Linked DNA regions of Mus musculus: region 1 is linked to region 2. Evidence: chromatin contacts called from public HiChIP or PLAC-seq data. All regions are on one chromosome and are shown on one strand. Each heading gives the region's core, a stretch centred on a gene start, on an enhancer-like site or on the middle of the called end of the contact. The rest is flanking DNA. Distances are from core to core; before and after follow the strand shown. Region 1 has its middle 40 kb from the start of Gm36600. Region 2 overlaps Errfi1 (ERBB receptor feedback inhibitor 1).

Region 1 (5,769 bases), core at 933-3,432, 120 kb after region 2:
CAGAACAATGGCTACACTTACCCACAGGTGACTAAGTCACATTCTTCTGGGCCAAGAAGCCCAGGTGCAGATGTTTTCCTGCAGAGTGGAGCAGAGCTGGGTTTTATGGGCTGCGAACTCCTATCAGTGAGTGATAAGAAGCCCTGGGCCATTGGCTCTTTGGTGATTGGAGAAATAGTCCACAGGCCCAGGATGTGAAATAAATGAGCATGAGTCATTCGTTCTCCAGGGCCAGGCTCCTGCAAGAACATTTATCTATTGATCTCTCTCTCTCTCTCTCTCTCTCTCTCTCTCTCTCTTACCCATCTGTCTCTCCTCTCTTTGTCTCTCTCTCCTGTCTCTGTCTCTCTATTTTCTCTGTCTTTCTGTCTCTGTGTTTCACTCTCTCTTTCCATCTGTTTTTCTTTTCCTCTCTCTGTCTCTCTCCTCTCTGTCTCTGTCTCTCTCCTTCCATCTGTCTGCCTCCTTTTCCTGTCTCTCTCTCTCTGTGTCTCTGTTTCTCTGTCTCTTTCTCTCTGTCTCTCTGTCTCTCTCTCTCTCTGTCTCTCTCTCTCTGTCTCTCTGTCTCTGTCTCTGTCTCTGTCTCTGTCTCTGTCTCTCTCTCTCTCTCTCTCTCTCTCACACACACACACACACACACACAAGGGCCTCTAAGGAAAAAGTGGAATTATCAGGAAAAAAGAATAGACCAAGCCGGGCAGTGGTGATGCATGCCTTTAATCCCAGCACTTGGGAAACAGAGGCAGGTGGATTTCTAAGTTCGAGGCCAGCCTGGTCTACAAAGTGAGTTCCAGGACAGCCAGAGCTATACAGAGAAACCCTGTCTAGAAGAAACAAAACAAAACAATAATAACAACAAAAGAATAGACCATCCCATCCCTAGTGACACAGAAAGTGACATCTGCCTGCAGAGAAGGGTGGTAGCAACTACTGTCAAAAGAAAAGATGCAAGATGTGTTGGGGGCGGGGGCACTATCTGCTTTTGTCAGCAGCCAGGGCCTTCATCACCCAGATTTCCACATGTTAGACCTTGGGTGCTAGGCACCTATCTGATACAACTTCTTGCTCCCTACCCACTACCTCCTCTGCAGCTGCAGTCACCTGCCCAGGAGGGTACTCCAGGACAAACTCCCATGTTGTGGTGGCTTGCCACCTGCTCTGACATGGTAACTGAGGGTAGTTCTGCAGGCATGCGATCATCTAACGTGTCCCAGCGGTTTTGGAGTGCCCAAGTCCAGGGGAGTTCATAAAGCGTAGTTTACAGCTGCTCATCTTCTGTCCTCCAAGAGTCAAGTCCTTCAGGTTGATTCCCACTGCCCTGGGGATGATGGTGGGCACAGGAGGGCCGGCGCTTACAGGACCTTTGTGGACTTTTCCTTCCTGAGACATTTTTTTTGTTGGTTTTTTTTGTTTGTTTGTTTGTTTTGTTTTGTTTTGTTTTTCGAGACATGGTTTCTCTGTATAGCCCTGGCTGTCCTGGAACTCACTTTGTAGACCAGGCTGGCCTCGAACTCAGAAACCCTCCTGCCTCTGCCTCCCGAGTGCTGGGATTAAAGGCATGCGCCACCAGGCCCGGCTCCTGAGACATTTTTAATAGCTAAAAGCTGCAGGTCTAAAAACCACCATCGGGAAAACAGTCTTAAGTGGTTTTATCTAATCTCGGGCCCAAGTCAATGATCAGAGTATTATGGGTAAAAATGAGTCATACGCCCTCTCATTGTCAAAGTCAGAGGGCTCCTGGCTCTGTCCCCTTCTACCCTGGTTGGGGTTCCAGGGTCCCTCAGAGCCTTAGTTGGATGCTGAGGACACTGTGCGTGTTCTTTGACTGAAGTCTCCTCTTTGATTGCACTGTGCCGCCTTTTTATCTCTTCCCTTCTCCGAGGGTGCCACCAGAAGCCAGGTGACTCCACTAGACTCCTACAGCGCAAAGAGGGTGATGTCGTGCTACCCACGGTTGGCACAAAGGGAACAGAGTTGATACTAAGAGCTGATTTCTTTTTTTTTCCTGACTGCTCATTGTAGGATGGGGAGAGAGAGAGAGAGAGAGGATTGAGAGAGAGGGAGATTGAGAGAGAGAGAGTGTCTGGCATTTCTCCCAAGCATTTCACCCACAAACCGGTTTAGGCCAGTGAGACAGGATGTTCTGCAGAGCAAAGATCATGTGACCGCCCCGTGTGAACAGACAGATGGTGTATCATTAACAAGCTAGCTTCAGGGTTGCATTTCTCTGGCTCCAGGGTGTCAGTGACCCCAGAGATTTAATTAAAAACATAAAAAAATAAATAGTGACAGAGGCCAAAGTTTCATCCTGTTTAGACTCAACATTGTAGTCATTGTGTGTGTGTTGGGGGGTGTGGGTATGTGCTCCTTCTGTTGCAGGGTCTGTGACCTGCCCAAGGGAAACAGGGTTAGTCAGGGGGCATCTGCAGGTTAGCCCCTTGGTGGGTGAGCTTCAAACAGTCACTGTGGCCAGTCACCAGCTCTCTGGCACCCTGTTTCCTAGGGAGACTGAAAGGCTGATTGGAGCTCAGAGACTGCAGAGGACCCAGCTGGTCCACACAGGAGATGGTCAGGATCCCTTTGTGCTAATCGGAAGTATCCAGGTAGGAGAAGAGGCCGTTGTATGTCAGGAGATCCCAGCCTACAGAGGATGCTTTCAGCCCAGCAGAGCCTGGCTCCTCAGCTGCTCTCCAAGCTGTCTGCTGTCAGGTCTTGAGGTTGGGCTCTGGAAGGCTGAAGCTGGAGTTGAGCCCATGAGCATCCTCTAGGCTCACCAGGAGGACATGCTGGCACGGAAACAGGCAGAGGCAGGGAGGCAGAGGGAGGTTGTGTGAGCAGGGTCATGGATTCTCCGCATGACATCTGAGGAAAATCAAATCTAGTCCTTTGGCAGGTACTGGCTTGCAGAGCCCTGTGTGACTGACACATGGGCCTAGACCACCGGCAGCAAGGGGCCAATGGAGTGTCATAAGGAGGAATTCTTTGGATGAGACACAATTAATCTTTTCCAGGTGACAATTCATTTTGTCAACTGAAGTTGCTCTTAAGGGGACACATTGAAAGGTCTTCCTATGTAGCCCAGGCTCCTCCTACCCCATGTTGCTTTAAACACTGATTTAGGATTTATTTGTAGTGTATGTGTGTGAGTATTTTGCTTGCACATAAGCACAGCACCTATGTGCAGGGTCATTGGAGCCCAGAAGAGGTCAGGAGTTACAGATGCTTAAGAGCTGCTGAGTCATGCTGGGAACTGAACCCAGGTCCTCTGGAAGAATGGTAAGTGCTCTCAACTGCTGGCCATCTCTCCAGCTCCTGCTTTCAACTGGGTGTGGAGAGATGCTCCGCAGTCAGGAGCACATGTACACCCAATCATGTGTGCACACACAAATACATATACACCCAATCATATGTGCACACACAGATACATATACACCCAATCATGTGTGCACACACACAGTCACATATACACCCAATCATGTGTGCACACACACAGACACATATACACCCAATCATGTGTGCACACACACAGACACATATACACCCAATCATGTGTGCACACACACAGACACATATACACCCAATCATGTGTGCACACACACGGACACATATACATACAATTTTTTCAAGATTTATTTTTATTTGGTGTGTACGGGTGCTTTGCCTACACACATCCCTGTGCCACATGTGTGCCTGGTGCCTCTTTTGTGGAGGCCAGAAGAGGAGATCAGATGGATCCCCTGGAGCAGGAGTTATAGACAGTTGTGAGCTGCTATGTGGATGCTGGGAATTGAGCTCAGAGAAGAGAAGAGAGGAGAGGGGAGAGGAGAGGAGGAGAGGCCAGTGCTCTTAAGTGGTGGAATATCTCTCCAGCCCTATAAAATTCTTTTAAAAATTAGAATGTATACATTATTGGATACTTACAATATAATGAATATGACATGTAAATATGTGCACATATCATATGAATATATTTTGTTATTACAGAGTGATATGAAGGACTGTCTTTGGAGTCAACCTTTGAAACAAGAGTTAGAGTCATCTCTGACCCTCCCCCCCCCCACCTTAAATAGGGTCCCTTCCTCTGCCGCCACCTCCCCAGCTTGAGGCAACTGTGATCTCAATTAAATTTAGTGTTCAGAGCTGGGCATAGTGGCGCACGCCTTTAATCCCAGCACTTGGGAGGCAGAGGCAGGCGAATTTCTGAGTTCGAGGCCAGCCTGGTCTACAGAGTGAGTTCCAGGATATCCAGGCCTACCCAAAAAAAAATTGTGTTCATCATGTCATTGGTTTTATAAAGGTAACTTTATAATTTCTCCCCAAATGCTCTTGTGTGTGTGTGTGTGTGTGTGTGTGTGTGTGTGTGCGCATAGGCATGCGAAAGAGTGAGCTCCCCTGTGCATGTAAAGGCCTCTTTGAGAGATGGTGTCTCCGTGAACCTGGAGTTCATAATTTTCAATACACTGAATAGCCAGCAGCAAGTCTCCAGGATGTACCGGTCTCTGCCTCCCTGTCACCATGGTTACAGGTGCACACACCACCCCACCACCACCACCACCTGCGCCCCCCCCCCGCCCCTCCCCCCTGCCCCGGCCCCCTTCGGCTTGTACACTGGTTCTGGAGCTCAGGACTTAGGTCCTCACCCAGGCACAGCAAGCACTCTAGTCTGAGCAGTCCGCCACCCTTTTAAGATCCCTTTTAAGTTCACATGCAAGACATACACAAAGAAATGCACAGACCCGAAAGCCCATAGCTTGATGTATTTTGAAATGCTGGTAACCAAGGAACCACGCCCTACTCCAGGAAATCTGCTTTCGTCATCCAGAAAGTCCCTCAATCCCCCACCCCACCAGGATTCCTTAAGGCTCCTCTATTTTGTTTTCTTTGTTCTAGAATTCCATAGAAATTAAGTTACACAATGTTTCCAATTTTCCTCCTCCTCCCTCTCCTCCTCCTCTTCCTCTTTTCTTCCTTACTACCCCTATTTTGTTTTGTGCAGGGGATGGAACCCAGCACCTAATACATGGTCAGCATGTCCTCTGCCACAAAGCTATACCTGCTCAGCACCCCAGCACTCTCATTCCACAGAGCTACACACCCCCAGCACAGGCTCTCACAGACCCCGCCCCCAGCACGCAAGCTCTTACAGACCCCGCCCCCTAGCACACACTCTTACAGACCCCGCCCCCCAGCATATCCACGGCTCACTGCTGGATGTGTGGTGGTCTCTGGGGCTGGAGGAGGAGAATTTTGCTGGAATTAAATTTAGTGTTCAGAGCTGGGCATTATTCTTTATTTGCTCCTGGGCGTTCAGATGGCTTAAAGATGTTTAGGATAGCGTGTTAGTGAATAGCCTTTTGTGGAGATCATTTCTTCCTCATTTCTTCTCTCGCCCTCTCCCCTCCCCTTTCATCTCTTGTTTTGTTTTGAGACAGTGTTTCTCTGTGTAGCCCTGGCTGTCCTGGAACTACAGAAGGAAACATGAGTCACACTCCTTAGACCAGGCTGGCCTCGAACTCAGAGATCTGCCTGCCTCTGCCTTGGGAGTACTGGACTAAAGACATGAGCTGAATGTGATCTTCTGAGGATTCTCCTCGATTCGTTTTTTTCTCTAGGACTAAATTGTGTGTGTGTGTGGGGGGGGAACTAACTTGGTCTTTTTTTTTTCTCCATCCTTTATTTGGGGAACCAGGAGGGACACTTGTGCACCCTGGTATCATTTTCAAGTCAGAGATCTCTCCTTCCGTCTTGTGGGAATCCCAGGGATCTAAC
Region 2 (5,672 bases), core at 209-2,708:
AGCGCCCGGTGCTTGGCAGACAGCAAGTTCCCGACAACTGTGAGCTGTTCACACTGAGACATCTGCAGGCAAGTCAAATGGGCCAGAGCTCTGCCACATGAGCCACCCCTGAGACAATGCCATATTGTGTGGAGGAAAACACACCGCCCTTAGCTTCCTACGGGGCCAGGTCAGTTTCTGACTCTTCTTGGGGCACATGGGCAGGTCTGTAGGTAGATGACATAGTGTGGCAGTGGTTTCAGAGAGGGGTGTGATGAAATTGGAATGTGTGTCTGGACCTTGCTGCTCTAGGGGCCTCTGCACCGTCCTTCAGTGACAGCAGACCTGTGCTTCCCCCACCCCACCCCCCACCCCCGCTTGGGCCCAGGCCACCTGGGCTCCTGCACACAGCAGACGTGTAATTAGAGGCTTCTGGGCTGGGCTGAGGCAGTACACAGGCAAGTCTGGTCCTGTGCTGGCCACCGTGGGTGCTCCTGCTACAGAGCTGGGCTCCATTACTCAGGCGGCTGCAGAAGCTGTCAGCTGCTCAGCCAAGAACCCTGATCAATGAGGGAGGAGAGACACTGTGTACAAGGACACTGGTTCATCCAAGAACATGAGGCTAGCCAGGAATTCAGAATAACAAAGTACAGCTTCCTGTGTGCTGTGCCTGAGGCGGTGCCATGGCTAGGCCAGAGGAAGGCTTGGTGCAGGCCAGAATGACACGACTCATTCTGCCTTTCACAAGAGGGGAGCGGACAAGTCATGCTGTCCCTAGGGAAGGCACTGGCTAACCCTCATGACTGTGAAGAAACCCATGGGAGGCCTGGGTTTAGATGTTTACTAAGGAATGAAGGTGCTGCCTGGATCTGTGAAGAGAATGCAGTGCACATTCCTAAGCAGCTCCATTTTGGGGGAGGGGGGGCAGATACGCGGATCCCTGTGGGTAATTGCTACAGGCTTTTGTGCTTGGGGTTCCGGGTGTCTGAACTTACAGGGTGAGAGATGACAGCATTCAAGAGGCACGCTGGCTAAGCCTCTAGCCTGACAGCAGCTCCAAGACAGGTGCCAACTAGTACTTGAAGTACATTCCTTCCCATCTGTCCCCAGCCCCCCACTCCTTACCAAAACCCCACTACTGCCATGGGGCGGTGACTTCTGAGTCACAAGGTTGCTCTGATGTAAGCTCAGGTACAGAAAAACATACACAAGTATGTTTGCTGCTTCAGATTCCAAGTAGACATCTTGAAAGCTAAGGGGAGCTTGTTTAAACGTGCGGGAGCCGCAGACTCCCCGTGGCTCGGATACAAGTATCCTGAAGTTGAATCCATACAGGTGAGACGAAGGCGAGCAAGCTCACACCCTCACAGTAAGCAGCGCTAGGCACGCCTGAACCATGTTTGTGTAGTTACAGGGAGCAAGAGGTGAGGCCAACAGTGTAGACAAATTCTGTTCTCTTCCCCTTCACCCCTCAGAGCCTCAAAAGAATGGCATGACTCACACCGAAGGGCGCAAAGGCGCCAGAACATTCTGTCAAATGACCTACACTACAAAGAAAACAAGTCCTCAAGCCATTTCTAGTTTGAAGAAATCTTATATTAGGGCAAGAATACCTCAGAGCTTTAGAGCTCAATTCAAAATGTACATTCTTGTCTTTGGGCTTTTTCTCATTTCAGGTATGGAACCTCAAGCCTCCAGCTATGCCAAGAGCGGAGACTACTCTGGAGCCAGCCAGCATCAGGACCATCTCATCAAGTGCCATGAGCACTGCATGGCTTTGCACGACAGCTTTTTAAAAGTTCCACTAGCTTTTTACAAAATGCCTGACAGAATGGCCAAATCAGTTTCTAGTTTTTATGACCAAGTATCAGTTTGCAGCTAAACAAAACATTATACAAGGATCGTGCAGATACCAACTTCCCATTTTGATAATTACCTAAGATATCACACAGGGCTGTAAAGATGGCTTAGTCGTTAAGAATACTGGCTGCTCTGCCTGAGAACCAGAGTTCAGTTCCCAGCATCCATGTAGCAGCTCATGGCTGTCAGAAACCATGATCCCACGCCATCTTTGGGCCTGTGGGCACCAGGTACTGCATGCATGCAATGCACAGACATACACAGGCAAAACTCCCAGACATATAAGTTGGAAAAAAAAAATTCAACTTGCTTGGTGTGCCGGCTGGGGAGGTATAGGTGGGCAAGTGGCTCCTGGGTGTTTTAGCAGTGTGCCATTAGCATGGGCGCCAAGGACAGTTCTTTGACCAGAAAAAACCATGAAAAGTATATCGCAAAAGTTCAAGGGAAAACACAGAAACAGGTAAGGAAATGAAGCTGGAACTAATGTAAGTACCATGGCTTCCTGTACCAGGCAATGCTCAGTGCTAGTACAAGGACACAGGCGGTTCCAGCTCGCAAGAGCCACCGCCGTTCTGGAAGAAGGGCGGTGCAGACTGCTTTCAGGCTGGAGCCTGTCATCCTAACAACTCTGAAAGCCATGTGTCTCTCCATCCCCTCCCCCGCCCCCCCTTCACTCTGGTGCCAGTTTTGGGCCCTGGCCTGTAGCTTTTAGTGTTTCTGCTAATTTCACTTCTCTGAAATGTTCCCCACACAACAGCTACTGTCATCTTTCCTAAAACAAATCACATCGTGTTCCTCTCCCACTTAGGATCTTTTGAGTTGCACCCACTGCCCTTTTCCACTGCTCAGCCTACTCGCCCGTGGCCTTCAGCTTCTGGAACGTGCCCAGCTGCTTCCTGCTTCCTGGCCTCACAGGCTTGCCTTCGTCTGCTATCACACCTTCCAAATCGCTATCTCCAACTCTGACCATCATTTCCAGGGGTCAGATGCCCTTCAGTTGCCTACCGAGTACCTTTTAAACACTTCCAAATCACATCGCCACAAACTCTCTTCTTCCCAAATCTAACACCCGACACACAGGGCCACCAGCTCTGATACAGCAGCCCAGCAGACAGCAGTGTGCAGGGCCCTCTGTGATGCCTGGCAGTGGAGAGTAAGGTCCCAGACAAACAGCAGCAAAGGCCACAAAGGGCCCAGAGTAATCCTGAAGCCCAAGAAATCTGTACAGTGAATGCTCCTTTCTACGGACTGCACAGCCCTGACCCTCAAGGTTTCCACAGAAGCACGGGACCAAGGTTACTTAGTTGTTGCAGGTAAGAACAAAAGGCTTGATTTTACCACAAAATTTCTCTCCTTTCTTCCTTTCCTTTCCTTTCCTTTCCTTTCCTTCCCCCACCCCCCCTCTTTCTTTCACAGGGATTCATGTGGCCTAAAACCCCGAATGCATGTGTAACCAAAGATGACCTTGAACTCCTGATTCTCCAGCCTCTGCCTCCCAAGTGCTGGGCTTATGGGCATGTACTACCATGCCCAGGTTATGTGATCCTAGGAATCAAATCCAGGGTTCTGTGCATGCTAGGCAAGCACTTTAACAACTGAGCCAAGTCTTCAGCCCCCATACATTTTTATAATACCCAAGTCAAGTTGCTCAAATTGTCATTTAGAAATCTGCAATAAGTTTCAACATGTATTAACCTCAAACACTCTTCTGTCATGCTTTAAAAATATTATCAATTGCTTGAGACATCCTATAAGAGTTTAGACAAGACACATTATTAACGGTGTCATAAATAAGTAATATAACTTTATTAAAATGAAAAGACAATATTCAAAATAATGCAACAAAATGAATAAATCCTTTGTCCAATACTGTACACACAGTGCGGAGATCAGTGCATTTTTCTAAAGCATGTTTTAACCTTCATTTAGTTCATACTAAAGTAAGCTTTAAATAGCTCAAATAATGTCATTCAGCAGTTTAAACTGAACAGCTTGTTGGGACATGGCAGCAGTGTCCCTGCTAGCAAGCACCTTCTCTTTGTGTTTATCTGCACAAGATAAACAATCAGAGGATGTAAAAACTGAACACAAACTGCGTGTCTCACTGAATCTCAGGGCAGTGAAGCAGCCAGCGTGAGTTTTCAAAGCAGGAAGATGCTGAAGTGACCTCTGGCATTAAGACGTTCTGTGCTATTGGTCAGAAGTGTTTCACTTAAAAAGCAAACAATCCCCAGGAAATACTGAATAGGAACCAGCAACACAAGACCAGCTCGTGTTGTCCTTTATTAAGTCTAAAAAACAAAAACAACGTACCATATATCCCCAAAGTAGCTCTCAATCATATGGCTGATCGCTGCACTAGTCTATCAAACTCAGACCCCAAACACTGATGGCCAGCGCAACTCCACTGCACTCTTGAAAGCCTCTTGCTACAACAGGCTGTTTCAGTGGATGGGAAAAGCAGGAATAGTATGGAAAAGTTATTCACCAAATCTGTCAATTTCCAAGATATGAGACACACACAGGTGATAACATGGTCCAGAAACTGCTGTCCTCTCCTCAACAAGACAAAACCCCAGAGCGACAAGTATTGGGCCATAGAAATGATCTCAACAAGATGTTACAGGCCTGGTGGAGAACACGCCCTGTCGTGTATGGAGAAGACTGCTGGCAGGGAAGGGGAAAACAAATTTATAGAGCAGGCCTGTATGCCAGGAATCTTTAAACTTAACAAATTTATAATCTGATCTAACAATATTGCTTTCTCCCATTTGCTCAATTCTCACACTATCAGGAGCTGTTCCTCCAGCTTGTTTGAATTGTTCTGAATACAGATTACTCTAAGAGTGACTAATTGGTTATCCTGCAGCTATGGTCTATGGTTACACCGCACTTTTATACATAGGTATATAATGTAGTCAAATGTAAAAGTTGCCCATTTTTCCCTCCCCCTAGCACATCTTTAAATCATACTTTTTTCTCCTATGCTGATAGATCAGGGACTCCCAGCATAACAGCACCTCATAACTGCTCTAAGCCTTTCTCATTAAGGCGGAGTCCACCAACTTCATTTTGCCACTTGACATTGTTCTACGAACCTCAAACTGGAAAACTGGGAGCCATTCATCCCATGTAACTTCTGTTGAATCATGACCCCCATATTTATGGAGAAACCACGTAGGATAAGTGTTTGCGCTTCCCGTGGCTACCCATATCTATTTTCATTCTGGAGGCCAGCTTTTCTGTGGCAGAGGCCATACCACAGGCAGCAGGTAATGGCTGAATTTGGGTGCTTGGGTTTGTTTCTTCTGCTTCCTTAAAATACTTTTCATATTTGTCCAGGTACGGTGGCCTCTCAGGTAGTAAGTAATAATGCGTTGAGCTAACCTTCTTCCCATTTTCAATAATGGGCAGGATGCAAGGAACCTTGTTGGCAGATCCTTCGCTGCTCTGTCTCTGCAGGGCTTTGCTGCTGACATACTTGGGGTCAGGAGCGAAGCTCTGTGTTGGGGGCATGACCCCATTGAGGTAAGACGGAAGGCTTTTAGGACTTGGGGTACGGGAGTTACTCCGAGACAAAGGTTCTCTCGGGGGGACTTTGGGAGGCCTATCTTCATCACTGTAGGTGTTGGAGGTCACTTCTGCTGACCACCGTCTATAGTCTGGCTTTGCTGGCCTAGGAGGTATAGGAACCCTGGGAGGGACCTCAGGCTTGTCTTCATCAGAGCTAGGAGAAGCTCTGTGTGTGCAGCTAGATATCCGAATGGCTGGCTTGTTAAATGACCCAGCTGGTCCTGAGTGAGACCTCCTTAATCTGCGATGGCTTTGAGGTG

What was found. HiChIP or PLAC-seq counts read pairs in DNA pulled down with a chosen protein or histone mark.
Region 1: a contact with region 2 is called in an HNF4G HiChIP or PLAC-seq map of pancreatic cancer cells. The contact joins two enhancer-like sites. A contact is called at or near these places in 9 of 484 Hi-C or Micro-C datasets (bone marrow-derived macrophages, embryonic stem cells, epidermal suprabasal cells and 2 more) and 16 of 115 datasets of contacts at active chromatin or transcription factors (VIP interneurons, bone marrow-derived macrophages, differentiating embryonic stem cells and 7 more).

Annotation. Positions count from the first base shown.
Region 1 is chr4:150,742,659-150,748,427 of GRCm38.p6, reverse strand. No RefSeq gene overlaps it. Among named protein-coding and RNA genes, the nearest start is that of Gm36600, 40 kb to the right of the region's middle. Within about 2 kb of position 2,182, at least 125 of the 459 cell types and tissues checked have an H3K27ac peak or open chromatin away from gene starts, as enhancers often do. A contact at or near this core is called in VIP interneurons, epidermal suprabasal cells, heart atrium and 1 more, where this site is marked.
Region 2 is chr4:150,866,832-150,872,503 of GRCm38.p6, reverse strand. Errfi1 (ERBB receptor feedback inhibitor 1) reads right to left here. Exons shown (of 4, transcript NM_133753.2): 4 at 3,615-5,672. The coding sequence ends at 5,002. Among named protein-coding and RNA genes, the nearest start is that of Errfi1, 15 kb to the right of the region's middle. Within about 2 kb of position 1,458, at least 189 of the 459 cell types and tissues checked have an H3K27ac peak or open chromatin away from gene starts, as enhancers often do. A contact at or near this core is called in VIP interneurons, epidermal suprabasal cells, heart atrium and 1 more, where this site is marked.